Linked DNA regions of Sus scrofa: region 2 is linked to region 1. A link is a contact called in public promoter capture Hi-C data. All regions are on one chromosome and are shown on one strand. Each heading gives the region's core, a stretch centred on a gene start, on an enhancer-like site or on the middle of the called end of the contact. The rest is flanking DNA. Distances are from core to core; before and after follow the strand shown. Region 1 holds the start of EXT1 (exostosin-1). Region 2 holds the start of MED30 (mediator of RNA polymerase II transcription subunit 30).

What was found. Promoter capture Hi-C pulls out the DNA fragments that hold promoters and counts their contacts.
Region 2: a promoter capture Hi-C map of fetal skeletal muscle shows a contact between it and region 1, with 8 times the contacts expected there. The contact joins the promoter of MED30 here to the promoter of EXT1 in region 1. A contact is called at or near these places in 4 of 5 promoter capture datasets (fetal liver, fetal skeletal muscle and liver), 2 of 47 Hi-C or Micro-C datasets (fetal heart ventricle and heart right ventricle) and 2 of 2 datasets of contacts at active chromatin or transcription factors (alveolar macrophages and skeletal muscle).

The regions. Positions count from the first base shown.
Region 1 is chr4:20,642,904-20,649,214 of Sscrofa11.1, forward strand. EXT1 (exostosin-1) reads left to right here and starts at 2,099. Exons shown (of 11, transcript XM_001924980.6): 1 at 2,099-3,867. The coding sequence starts at 2,906.
Region 2 is chr4:21,211,836-21,218,586 of Sscrofa11.1, forward strand. It overlaps MED30 (mediator of RNA polymerase II transcription subunit 30), which reads right to left and starts at 3,797. Exons shown (of 4, transcript XM_003135161.4): 1 at 3,461-3,797. The coding sequence starts at 3,637. All of the region lies in intron 1 of LOC110260233 (a long non-coding RNA gene), which reads left to right.

The DNA.
Region 1 (6,311 bases), core at 849-3,348:
GATCCCCAGCAGAAGGTAATTCCTATCATGGCTCAGCAGTTAATGAACCCGACTAGCATCCATGAGGATGTGGGTTTGATCCCTGACTTTGCCCAGTGGGTTAAGGATTCTGGCATTGCCGTGAGCTGTGGTGTAGGTCTCAGACACAGCTCAGATCTCGTGTTGCTATGGCTGTGATATAGGCCAGCAGCTGTAGCTCCAATTGGACCCCTAGCCTGGGAACCTCCATATGCCGAGGGTGCGGCCCTAAAAAGACAAAAAAAAAAAAAAAAAAAAAAATCCCAGCAGAAGGATCCTTGCCTTGGATGACTGCTCCTAGCCACCCGGGGGGTTGGAGGGAGAGCTTTGGGTCACATGTGGTTTCAATTACTGCATTTATCTGCCTTGTTGTCATGTTGTCATTGTGTTTGGGAGATTACTGAAACCTCATTTCTGTCCCAGGCCTGTCCAAGTTGTGCGGGGGTACAAGTCCAATCTGGAAAACCTACCTCATCTTTGGCAGGCCGGCTATAGGGAGAGACTTCTGGAATGTACAGTGATGTCCCACCCAGGCCCCTTCCCCCTTGATTAAAAACGAATCTGAAACAACAAATGTCTAAAATTTTCCACTCTATCATTCTACCCTGCCTTGTTAGAACTATGCTCTTTGTCCACACCCGCTGGAATCTTTTGCAGCCTCGGGGAAGCTGGGAAGTGTTTGTCCCTAGCTCGCAGTCACTCCCATAATAAACAATCACTAAACAGCTTGCTGCCCTAGGCAACTGTTTGTCCAGCTTGGCCAGACCCATGCGACTTTAGGCTGGGGAAGAGGGTGGGAGGTGTTCTCTGAAAAGCAGAATCCAGGCTCTGAGGCCAGGGAGCTTGGCTTGACCAGAAATACTGTTTGGGAACTAGCACATCTTTGTGGTCTCAGAGGACCTTTAGAGGGACTCTCGGTCTTTATGCGAATTGTCCAGTGATGTTCCCTGGGGGTAGCAGGAGCTTGGGGCTGGGGTGTGGGAAGGCAGTTGAAGGAAGGACCAGCCATCTTGAACTAGTGGTCAGTAAGGTCATTTCCTGCCTCAAATGTCTCTTCCACAGCTGGGACAATTGGCTGATCTACTACTCATCCATCTTGAAGCGACAGCTCCTTAAAAACCACCAGCCCACCATCACAGAAAGAATAATGTCCCTTTCGGTACTGGGATGGGCTTAAACCAACCACGTTCTCCTCAGCTACTAGAATTTCTCTTTTTCCCCCACTGTGATTGGAAGTCTTGGAGAAGCTTTCTACAGAATAGACAAGGGGCAGCGGGGAGTGAGGAAAGGATGCGGCGAAGTTATTGAGGATTTGGGGTGGGTGTCTCAGTACAGACATGAGGAACTGCAGTTATTCCTCTTGATTGTAAAATTTCCTCTTTACTCTTGAGGGTTGGGAGATTTCCCTGGGAAAGAAAAAATAAAAGGATGGGTTCTGTAGGGAATAAGGACCCGCTCGTAAGAAGGAAGCATTTTGGGCCTCAGAGGGTGGAAGGTGGGCGGAGAGAGGCGTCCTTCTGGTCCGCGAACGCTTTCTTTGAAGTCTTTCTTTCCTCCCTCATCCCTCCGCCTCGCTCCACGGCTTCAATTTTCGAGCATCCTTTTCCAGGAACCCGCACACTCCCTGCCGGCCGCTCGGGGAGGCATTCGCGGCAGGCAGCCGAGCAGACCGGATTCTCGAGGGCGCCCGGGGCAAGCCGGAGCAGCGGGGCCCGAGAAGCGCCGGCCGCTTCCCGGTTTCCCGGCAGCCGCCCGCCCACGGGCGCCTCTGGGAGGCGCTGCTTCCCGGCGCGGCGGCAGGAGGCGGTACGGCCCACCCCGGGGTCCCGGTCGCGGAGCGCCGAGGGGCCGTGGGGCTAGCACCCAGCAGCCCAGCGCTCCGCCCGCCCGGCAGCGGCGGAGACGCCCCGAGACCCCGGTGCCGCCTGCACCCCCCGCGCCGCGCCGGCGCCTCGGCCGGTGGCCGGGGGTTATGAATGGGCGCAGCGGAAGCACCGCCCCCCCCGGACGTGACGCTCGGCCAATGGCAGCGCGGGCTGCGTGGATGGATGAGGTCAGCGCTGTCGTGTCGGGAATGGAATGTGTAAGTGTAACATTCAGAACCGGGTAACATTCGGCGACCGAACGCGGCGGTCGGCAGCGATCGCGCGGGGGCCTGCGAAGCGCCGCTCGGGGCCGGCACTGCCCGCGGGGAGGACGCGCCGCCGCCGTCACCCAGCGCCGCCGCCGCCGCCGCCTCCAGCCGGGCCGCCGCGCGTCCCGGGGGCCGGCCCCGCGAGCGCAGGAGTAAACACCGCCGGAGTCTTGGAGCCGCTGCAGAAGGGAATAAAGAGAGATGCAGGGATTTGTGAGGTTACGGCGCCCCAGCTGCAAGATGCATTAGCCGGCTGAACGCGGGGATCGGCTGACTTGTTGGAACCCGAGTGCTCTGCACGGGAGTGTGGATGAGTTGAAGTTGCTTTCCCGGGGCTCGTTTTCCACGCTGCCGAGAGGAATCCGAGAGGCAAGGAAATCACTTCGTCTTGCCATTGATTGGGCATCGGGAGCTTTTTTTTTTTCCCCCCTCTCTTTCTTTTCCTTCGTCTTGTTGCATGCAAGAAAATTACAGTCCGCTGCTCGCCCGCCCTGGGTGCGAAATATTCAGCCCCGCTCTCGCCTGTCCATTGTGCAACCCAAAGATGAAAGACCGAAGGGGAGAAAGTTAAAGAAATCGCCCACATGCGCTGGATCAGTCCACGGCTTGGGGAAAGGCATCCAGAGAAGGTGGGAGCGGAGAGTTTGAAGTCTTTACAGGCGGGAAGATGGCGGACTGGAGCTGAAAGTGTTGATTGGGAAACTTGGGTGATTCTTGTGTTTATTTACAATCCTCTTGACCCAGGCAGGACACATGCAGGCCAAAAAACGCTATTTCATCCTGCTCTCAGCTGGCTCTTGTCTCGCCCTTTTGTTTTATTTCGGAGGCTTGCAGTTTAGGGCATCGAGAAGCCACAGCCGGAGAGAAGAGCACAGCGGTCGGAATGGCTTGCACCACCCGAGTCCGGATCATTTCTGGCCCCGCTTCCCGGACGCTCTGCGCCCCTTCGTTCCTTGGGATCAATTGGAAAACGAGGATTCCAACGTGCACACTTCCCCCCGGCAGAAGCGAGATGCCAACTCGAGCATCTACAAAGGCAAGAAGTGCCGCATGGAGTCCTGCTTCGATTTCACCCTTTGCAAGAAAAACGGCTTCAAAGTGTACGTATACCCGCAGCAAAAAGGGGAGAAAATCGCCGAAAGTTACCAAAACATTCTAGCGGCCATCGAGGGCTCCAGGTTCTACACCTCGGACCCCAGCCAGGCGTGCCTCTTTGTCCTGAGTCTGGATACTTTAGACAGAGACCAGTTGTCACCTCAGTATGTGCACAATTTGAAATCCAAAGTGCAGAGTCTCCACTTGTGGAACAATGGTAGGAATCATTTAATTTTTAATTTATATTCCGGCACTTGGCCTGACTACACTGAGGACGTGGGGTTTGACATCGGCCAGGCGATGCTGGCCAAAGCCAGCATCAGTACTGAAAACTTCCGACCCAACTTTGATGTTTCTATTCCCCTCTTTTCTAAGGATCATCCCAGGACAGGAGGGGAGAGGGGGTTTTTAAAGTTTAACACCATCCCTCCTCTCAGGAAGTACATGCTGGTATTCAAGGGGAAGAGGTACCTGACAGGGATAGGGTCAGACACCAGGAATGCCTTATATCACGTCCATAACGGGGAGGACGTCGTGCTTCTTACCACCTGCAAGCATGGCAAAGACTGGCAAAAGCACAAGGATTCTCGCTGTGACCGAGACAACACCGAGTATGAGAAGTAAGTGGCTCGGGGGTCGGGCCCTGCCCACCTGGTCCAGGTGTGAGGCTTGGGGGGCTGGGAATGGGGCAGAGGAACCCTCCTGTGCTCTTCCTCCTGCTCTGAGCCTGGGACTCAACCACCCGGTGCAGGTGCGTGTGGCCAGGAGCTGAGAACCAAGGGTGTGAGCTCCTCAGGCTAACGGGAAAGCCTGGAGCACTTTCTTGGGCCAAGTAGGTGACAGTGTCTCTCTCTTGCCTGGAAAACTTTCAGGGCGATGTGGTTCCTCTGAAGCGTGTGGGTTTGATCCAAGTTTGGAAGCGGCGCTTCACCGATGGATCATCGGGGAGGGTGTTTTGTGTGAGAAGGTCTAAGGACCCCAGAGGCTCTGAATCCATCCACAGTGTGGAGACCTTCCCCCAAGATTGATGCTTTATTTGCATTTCTCACGAGCAGGGGGAACTGCTTTCCCTGGAATTCTCCCACCCTCCAATTGGATTCTTTCCGTGAACCTTAAATTTGTGTTAGCAGTGGAAGTGCTTTAATTTTAGCTACTCAACTTTCTGTGCCTGTCTCTTCCTTACTCCCAGATGGTGTTGACTTTTTATGAAGGGAGACTGTTAGCTGGTTGGGGCCTGTGATCTTGCATGCATGAGTGCATTCATTCATTCATTCATTCCTATATGTTTGTATAAATATATCCTACCCCCTCCCTAGGAGAAGCAATTTTTTAAATCTGGGCCTAAGCCCCAGGGCTGCAAACTGCAGTTGCTTGTTTAGCTTTCCCTTTTCCCTTTGTCTTTATTGATTTGCATGTAAAACGGAGTCTGTTACTCTCTGAATGGGCTTGAGATGCCTCCTTACCCTGTGGAGTGAAGCAAGTTTTGTCCAGTTGCTAAGTAACTGAGTTGGATACTTTGTAGCCCTTCTCTCTCTTCCTTTTCCTTCCCAGTGACAGCAACTGACACACTGGACTTGGGATCAAAAACTGGTTTCCAGGAATCTGCTTTCACCTGAGCTTGGAGGGTCAGTTTCCTCGTGGATGGGGTGGTGAGCCCCAGACTCTCACTTCTGTCTGGCTGTGAAAGAGTTAGGGAGCTCCTACAGTGCATTTCCACGTTACGCCAGTTAAAACCCAGAGCAGCCTTGTGCTACCCAGGGAAGGAAGGGGAACCTCTCAGCTGAGTACAAGAGGAACTGGCAGAGGTTGGCAGATTTTGCAATTGATTCATGAAATGCAGACTAGGGGAAACGCTTTGCAGACCTGATTGGAGCAGGAAGGGGCATGGTGGGGAAACGGCCCTGAAGTGAAAGGTTTGATTGTTGTCTGTGGATTTCCTCAGACACTTGGGCCTCTGTAGGAGAGATTGGAAGGGAAATTAAAGTCCTCCTGTACTTGATCAGAGATGGTGAAGGAGAAAATATCCAACACTGGGACTTCCCAACCCCCAACACCTCTCGCTTTTCAAGCGTAAGAAAAGCCCAAGGCTGTAGGATCAATTATGAACCTACATTTTACTCTGCTTCAGGGCCAGTGATGGGTGCAGTGGCAATGGATTAAAATTTTCTCACAACAGAAGCAAACTGTGGTTGGTAATGAATGCTTTGTTTAAACGACATTTACATTGACCTATTCCTGTGGGTGCTTGTAGGAAAAAATGCTTATAGCCTTTGAGGAATTTCTTTGTCTGGTTTATGGTGGAGTAACTCGAGATGAAGTCTAACCTTTCAGTGTCTTTTAAAGCAGTCTTACCGAATTTTGTAGCAGGATCATTGTGGTCTTCATTCTTTGAAAGGGGCTGGAGCTGCGATCTTACCTTCAGAAATTTGAATTGTACATTTATTGGAGGAACACCCGCAATCCACCACGACAATCATATCTCTTTACCCACCTGGTCTCAGAATAAATATTCAGTGTCTACATGCTCTGCTGAAGCTTTTTTTGAGAGATTGGCAGTGAGGGAAGGAGGGTTGGTTTCTTAGAAACTTTCATTTTTGCTAAGTAAATTTCACTAATTTTTGACCTCTTTGTGATTGGACCAAGAAATCTGACACCCACACCCTCGTTTTGGTTTTTGTTTAAAGACCGCAAGGTGTCAGGCCCTCAGGACAGGGATCTCATCTGAAAGGTGGCATTCAGTTAGGAAAGCAAGTGGCTTCTTTCTCCTAAGCAGGGGTTTCTTTTCCTGGGGTCACTTCTGGATGTTCTTCCTTCCCCTCTTGCATACTTTCCAGCTCTAATCTTGTGTCAGAGGCCGAGATGGGCCTGCAGAGTGTTTATATTCATTCGCCTGGTTGACCTGGAGTTTTAACTCATTGCTCGCCCTGGGTTATCTGAATGCTTTATCTCTGAGACATGGTGCTTGCAAATTGCCTTTTGCCGTTGACTTGGAAAGATAGGACGTTGAAGAGTGAGCCCTGAAATGTGATGAGAATGCTCACATAGCAGACAGCCTGGTCTTGTG
Region 2 (6,751 bases), core at 2,547-5,046, 570 kb after region 1:
GTCACAGATGTGGCTTGGATTTGGTGTTGCTGTGGCTGTGGCGTAGGCTGACAGCTGCAACTCCAATTCGAACCCTAGCCTGGGAACGTCCATATGCTGCAGGTGCAGCCTTTAAAACAAGCAAAAAAAAAAAAAAAAAAAAAACCAAAAACACAAGTAGGTAAAACCATAAACATGGGGGAAAAAATCCTGGAAAAGCCTATATATAAAAAGGTGTAATGGTTGATAAAAGATGTAACAGGAACATAGGCTTAATAATTCATTTTCTTTTCTCATATTTCCAAACTTGCCGTAATAATAATGTGGTTTATAAATTAAGGAAAAGGAGCTTCTGAAATTATTTGAAATAAGCTTTTATTTGGATTTTTGGAAATTCTTAAGCATTAAAATACTGAGGATAATATCTCAAAGAAACATGATAAAGTACCAAAGACTGAATTAGTCATAACAGTTTAAGGGAGAAAAGCATTAAGAGTTCATCCCCCAATACGATGTAGGATTTCTCATGACCTTTCAATTTATGAACTTTGACAAACATTAACAAATCAGATAAAAGTTTCAAAGGATCCATGCTTTCTTGTTTGGGTGATAATAATGAGTATAATGATTACATCAGGCATACAGAAGCACTCTCTATCTTTATTATGGCACTGACTAGGTTTAATACTTTGCCCATATTTTCTTCTTAATAAGGACTCGTAGTTCCTTATATTTATATGTCTGTATTTCGTATAGTGCACACACACAGAGGTTTTAAAGTATAATCTGGATTATTTTACTTCTGTAAATCAATTTATCCATAAACCTTTACTTAAAAGTCACTTAGAAATGTGCTATGTAAAAGAACTCTTAATCCTTTCATAAAGGAAAACAAAATCCTTTGAAATGTAAAGAACCGCTTTCCTCAAATTCACTAGAAAGTTTGGGTATTAATTTTCATACAGAGCATCAGCCTCTCAAAGAAGGCAACAATCAATTTCTTCAAAAAGTTACTGTACACTTTTCATGTGTCAGGCAATGCTCTAGAAGCTGGGACAGAGCGGTGAACATGAGAGAACAAATGTTCTATACAGAGTATAAGTTATTATAATAGTGCCTAAGATTTCTTGGTATACACTATAATGTAGATGTTTAGCTAAACAAGCTCGTCAATCACCATCTCACTCATAAATGTTCTTATATTAAAAGTGTTCTTCTAACAGTGTACCTGACCAAGAAAAGTACTTGATAAAGGTCAGCTATTAGCTCTACTAGTCCAATACAGCAGGTTAAAAGTAAATATTTGCTGAATTCCAAGAGATCATTTAATCCATACTTAATCATTTTAGATATTAATCTATTAATTTTTAAAACAATTGCCAAAGATTTCATATCTTCTCTTGGATTCCTTTTGTATTTTATTTCATACTGGCTGACTGACGTGGTCTTAAAAGATTTCTATACAATCATATTACTTCTAGAATCAGGAGAAAAAAAACATTTAAAAAAAGGCAATAAAACATTCTTTAATGTACCCATTGAAATAAGAGTTCCAAAGTTCTAAGAGTTTGAAGACCTGGTTTACCCTGCGCTCACTAGCTTTGGACAAGTCACTTCACCTCTCAGAAGCATAAAATCCCCATCCATAAAACAAGAATGAGGAGTTCCAGCTGTGGTGCAGTGGGTTAAAGGATCCAGCATTGCTGCAGCAGCAGTGTAGGCTGCAGCTGTAGCTCAGATTCAATCCCTGGCCCAGAAACTTCCATATGCCTCGGGAGCAGTCATGAAACAAACAAACAAAACAACGAGTATGATATCCACATCATATAACATTGGGATAAGCAAGCATATAAAGAGGGTTAGGAGTTACCGTCATGGCTCAGCGGAAATGAATCTGACTAGTATCCATGAGGATGCAGGTTCAATCCCTGGCCTTGCTCAGTGGGTTAAGGATCCACTGTTGCCATGGGCTGTGGTGTAGGTTATAGGTGTGGCTCAGATCCAGAGTTGCTGTGGCTGTGGCACAGGCCAGCAGCTACAGCTCCGTTTCAACCCCCAGCCTGGGAACCTCCATATGCCGTAGGTGTGGCCATAAAAAAAACAAAAAATGAAATAAAGTGGGTTAGCAAAATGGTGCTGGATGGAATAAGCGGATATCCAAATGCAAAAACAATGCACTTGGATCCATATCTATCATAATATAAAAAATTAACTCCATGTGGATCATATATCTAAATTTAAAACCTAAAACTATACAACTTCCAGAAGAAAACATAGAAAATCTCTGTCACTTTGGGCTTAGACAAAGATTTCTTTGTTATGACCAAAAGCAAAATCTCTAAAAGAGCAAATCAGTAAACTGGATTCCATCGAAATTTCAAATGCATGTTCTTCAAAAGGCAACGTGAAGAGAATTAAAAGACAAGCCATATATTGGGAGAAAGTATTTGCAAAATAAAGACATACAATACAAAAAAAAAAAAAAAAAGACATAAAATAAGTGCTGGCAAAGATGAGGGGTGACCAGATGGCTCAAACACTGCTGATGGAACTGTGAAACAGTGCTGCCACTTCGGAAAACTTTCTTAAAATATTAGACATTTCCCTTAGGCATCTATCTTCTTAACAGAAATGAAACACGTTTGCACAAATATTTGCAGGTGGACATTCATAGCAGTATTATTTATAATGGTTCCAAAGTGGATACAACCCAAATGTCCATCAACGGATGAACAGGTACACAAATTGTGATATATTTCTACAATGGAATACTATTTAGCAATAAAATGAATGAACTATTAATATATGCTGAGTGAAAGCCACAACAAAAAAAAAAAAAAGAAAAAACTACATAGTATAATTCTATTTATATGAAACCTTAGAAAATGCAAACAAATTTATGGTGCCTGAAAGCAAATGGGAGATTGCCTGTAAATGGAAGGCCAGAAATAAAGATTTCAAAAGGGCATGAGGAAACTGGGGAGGGGGGGTGATGTATGATGGTTTCACAAGTACCTATATGCCAAAACTCTAAATAAATGCATTTTATTGTATGTCAGTTCTGCCAAAATAAAGACGTTTAACAAAAATGGCTAGCAGAATCTGAATTCAACTCCTTGGACCCTCAAAAAGCATTCTGTGGTTAAAGTAATCGAAAGAGTGTAGTGGAAACCCACCTTTACCTTGAAAGATTCAAGAATTTGCCTAGAACCCGGTCGAATCTAGAAAATGTGCCTTCAATTTCCCAGATATCCGGTATGGAAAACATCACTTTTCCATCGCAGACTCTCGGGGACAGACACCTCCTGGGGAACGCTTCTGAATGTAGACTGGGGCGACCCCATGCTCCAGGTTTGCCCAGGGCAGCTGCGTGGAGGCCCAAGGGCCCACCAAATGATTAAGACGGCAGCGCACTCTCCCTTGCAGAAGCATCCCGCTTTCTCCACGCACGCCCAGGAGCGCAGCCCGCCCTCCTTCCCACCTGCATGTTCCTCAGGAGCTGGAAGATCTCCATGGTGCGGTACACAATGTCCTGGACAGTCTCCTGCCCGATCCGGCAGAGCGATGCCGTGTTGACCTCCCGGGCGGCCTGCTGAGCCTGGGGCCCAGCGAAGGGTCCGGGCGCCATCCCCGATGCCGCCAACGGAGGGGTGGACATGGCGGGGCTGCGGCGTCAGGTCAGCCTGGCTGGAGAGTAGGCGTCGGGGGGTACGCCGAACGGTGGGCGGACGCTGGCCTCGGTCTGACCAAGAGCTTGTAGGACTCAGGCGGTCTGATTTCAAAACAGCGGCAGCGACTTCCGCCACCGTGACGTCACGCGTCATTAAACGTCACAGGGACCGCCCACTCGGCGGGCCTCTGGGAACCTGTCTAGGAGCAAAGCTGGCCTGGATTGGACTGGGCGCCCAGGTGGGCTGGGCGAACGGGTTGAGTAGCCAATCACCGGCTGCACTCCAGCTAGAGGGGGCAGTGCGCGCAGTGGAAGGCTGGTGGGTCTTTGCCACAGTTCGTTTCCCATTCTCAGCCAATCCTTAGGGTTCCTGATAGAACGCGTTGTGTTAATTTCCTTGCTAATTTCTTATAACAAGACCGTGAAGTTTGTAATATCATTGTGTTTTCATATCTAGGAGAGAAGCTCAGAGGGGCTAGTTTGGTTTATTTAGTCCGTTACAGCTTGCGACTGATAACCTGCGATTTGAATTTAGAAAACGAAATTCCTAATCTTGAGTGCTTCATTGTGACCTGATACCAACTCCCCATTTGTTGGTCACTGCTCAAAATTCAGTTTACTCTAGAAGCTTTCTCGATCACCAGAAGTATAAAATTAACACTTCTATCTCTTGCACACACTCTCCCCACCTTCCTCTTTCTGACTTTGGTACTTATTACTGTCTGTGTGCTCTATAATTTTCAGTTTGTTTACTTTCTGATTTCTCCTCACCTTATACACACACACTGGAATGCAAGTTCTCTAAAAACAGCGACTATGTCTACTTTATTTGCTTACTGTATTTTCAACTCTTAGTGATTGGCACATGAGATGCTGAAAAACATATGTTGTGACATTATAAATGTAAGAAAAATTAAAGCCATTCTCTTACCTACCTCTTACTACTTATTTGCAAAAGGGTGGAAAGTCAAGAATGTGAAAAATGGTGATAGGTACTAAGTTATTGCAGTTTAAATAGTGTCCGACTGGAGTTCCCATTGTGGCTCACCAGCAACAAACCTGACTAGTATCCGTGAGGACAAGGATGAGGGTTTGATCCCTGGCCCCACTCAGTGGGTTAAGGATCTGGCATTGCAGTGGGCTGTAGTATAGGTCTCAAATGCTACTTAGATTTGATGCTGCTATGGCTGTGGTGTAGGCTGGCAGTTGCAGCTCCGATTGGACCCCTAGCTTGGGAACTTCCATATGCTGCAGGTGCAGCCCTAAAAAGACTAAATAAATACATACATAAATAAAGAGGGGAGCCCTCAGCATAGCACAACAGTCAGCAAAATGTAGAGACAAGCCACAGAATGGGAGAAAATCTTTTTTGAACCATATATTCAGATAAATATATATATATACACGTATATATTTACACACACACACACACACACATATATATATATATCCAAAATATATAAGGAACTCTTACAACTCAATAGAAAAAGACAACCCATTAAAAATTGGGCAGGGCATCCAGACAGATATTTGTCTAAAGAAGACATAAAAATGGCCAACAAGACACTTGGAAAACTGCTCAATATCACTAATCATCAGGGAAATGGAAATCAAAACCACAAGGAGATACCACCTCACCCATGTTACAATGGCTATTATCAAAGACAAGAGATAATTATTGGCAACAATGTAAAGAAAAGGGAGCCCTGTTCACTGTTAGTGGGAACACGAATTGGTACAGCTGTTATAGAAGAAAATGGAGGTTCCTCAAGAAATTGAAAATAGAAATATCATCTAGTAATCCCACTTTTGAGTGTACACCCAAAATAATCGAAATCAGGATTTCAAAGAGCTGTCTGCACCCCCATGTTAATTTCAGCATTATTCACAATAGCCAAAGTGAGGAAACAACCTAGATATTAATCAACAGATGAGTGGATAAGGAAAAGGCGGCATGCATATATGTATGTGTGTGTGTGTGTGTGTGTGTGTACCTTTAAAAAGAAGCAAATTCTACCATTTGGGACAAGGATAGACCTAAGGGACTTTATGTTAAGTGAAGCAAGTCAGTCATAGAAGATTAAATAAATGCAGCATGATTTATCTTACATGAGGCATCTAAAATAGCCAAATATATAGAAGTAGACAGTAGAACATTGCTTACAGGGGTGTGGGAGTAGGGGCTTTGGGGAGTTGTTGTTCAATGGGTAAAGGTTACAATTATATGATGAGTAAGTTCCAGAGATATGCCGTACAATATAATTACTATAATTAGCAATGAGATATCCTATACTTAAAAATTTGTTATGAGAGAGGGAATGATCTTATGTTGTGTCCTTTACACACATACACAAACCCCAAAGGGACACAAGGAAACTTTTGGAGGTGATGGATCTATTTATTGTCATGATTGTGATGATGGTAAAATGAGTATATACATCTGTCCAAACTCACGAAATTGTGTACATTGATTATGTATAGTTCTTTGTTTACCAATTATGCTTCAATAAAGTGCAGGTAAGAAAGAAGAAGGCTTCCAATTTCTCTTTCCAGCTGGCTGGGATGCAGCTATCATGGCTGTAGCTCCAATGAGCTCTTATCTAGGGTTTTTTTTTTCCCCCACATGCACCAGAATCTAATACTAACTGCTGAGGTGGCAACTTTGAGATTTGCCCTAAGCTCTATTTGATTCTTCCTGATACCAGAGAAGGTTCTCCTAACACAGTGATTCACTGATTCTGCTTCAAATGACCCCAAAGGCAAACTGAATTCCCTCTTGACCTGGTCCACTGTCCCCATCAGGGCCTCAGGCTCTTGTGGAATTGCAGGAGTGGAGCTAGCTTTGCTTACATTGTCATGGACAGTGCTGGCCTTTGCATTTTCTATGGAGACATGTGAACAATTCTGGGATAGTTTTGTGGAGTTGGGACACTGTGCTGGTTGAATCAAGGGCTAGAGCCCACAGTTGTTAGTCTGAACCTAATAGTCAATATCTGAGAATACACTGGATGGAAAAAGTGGACTCTTGGGGAGGAAAGAGAGAAATATAGGTTACAGAAAGATATAGTGGTGTGTAATGAAAGGAAAACTCCTCCCATGTCA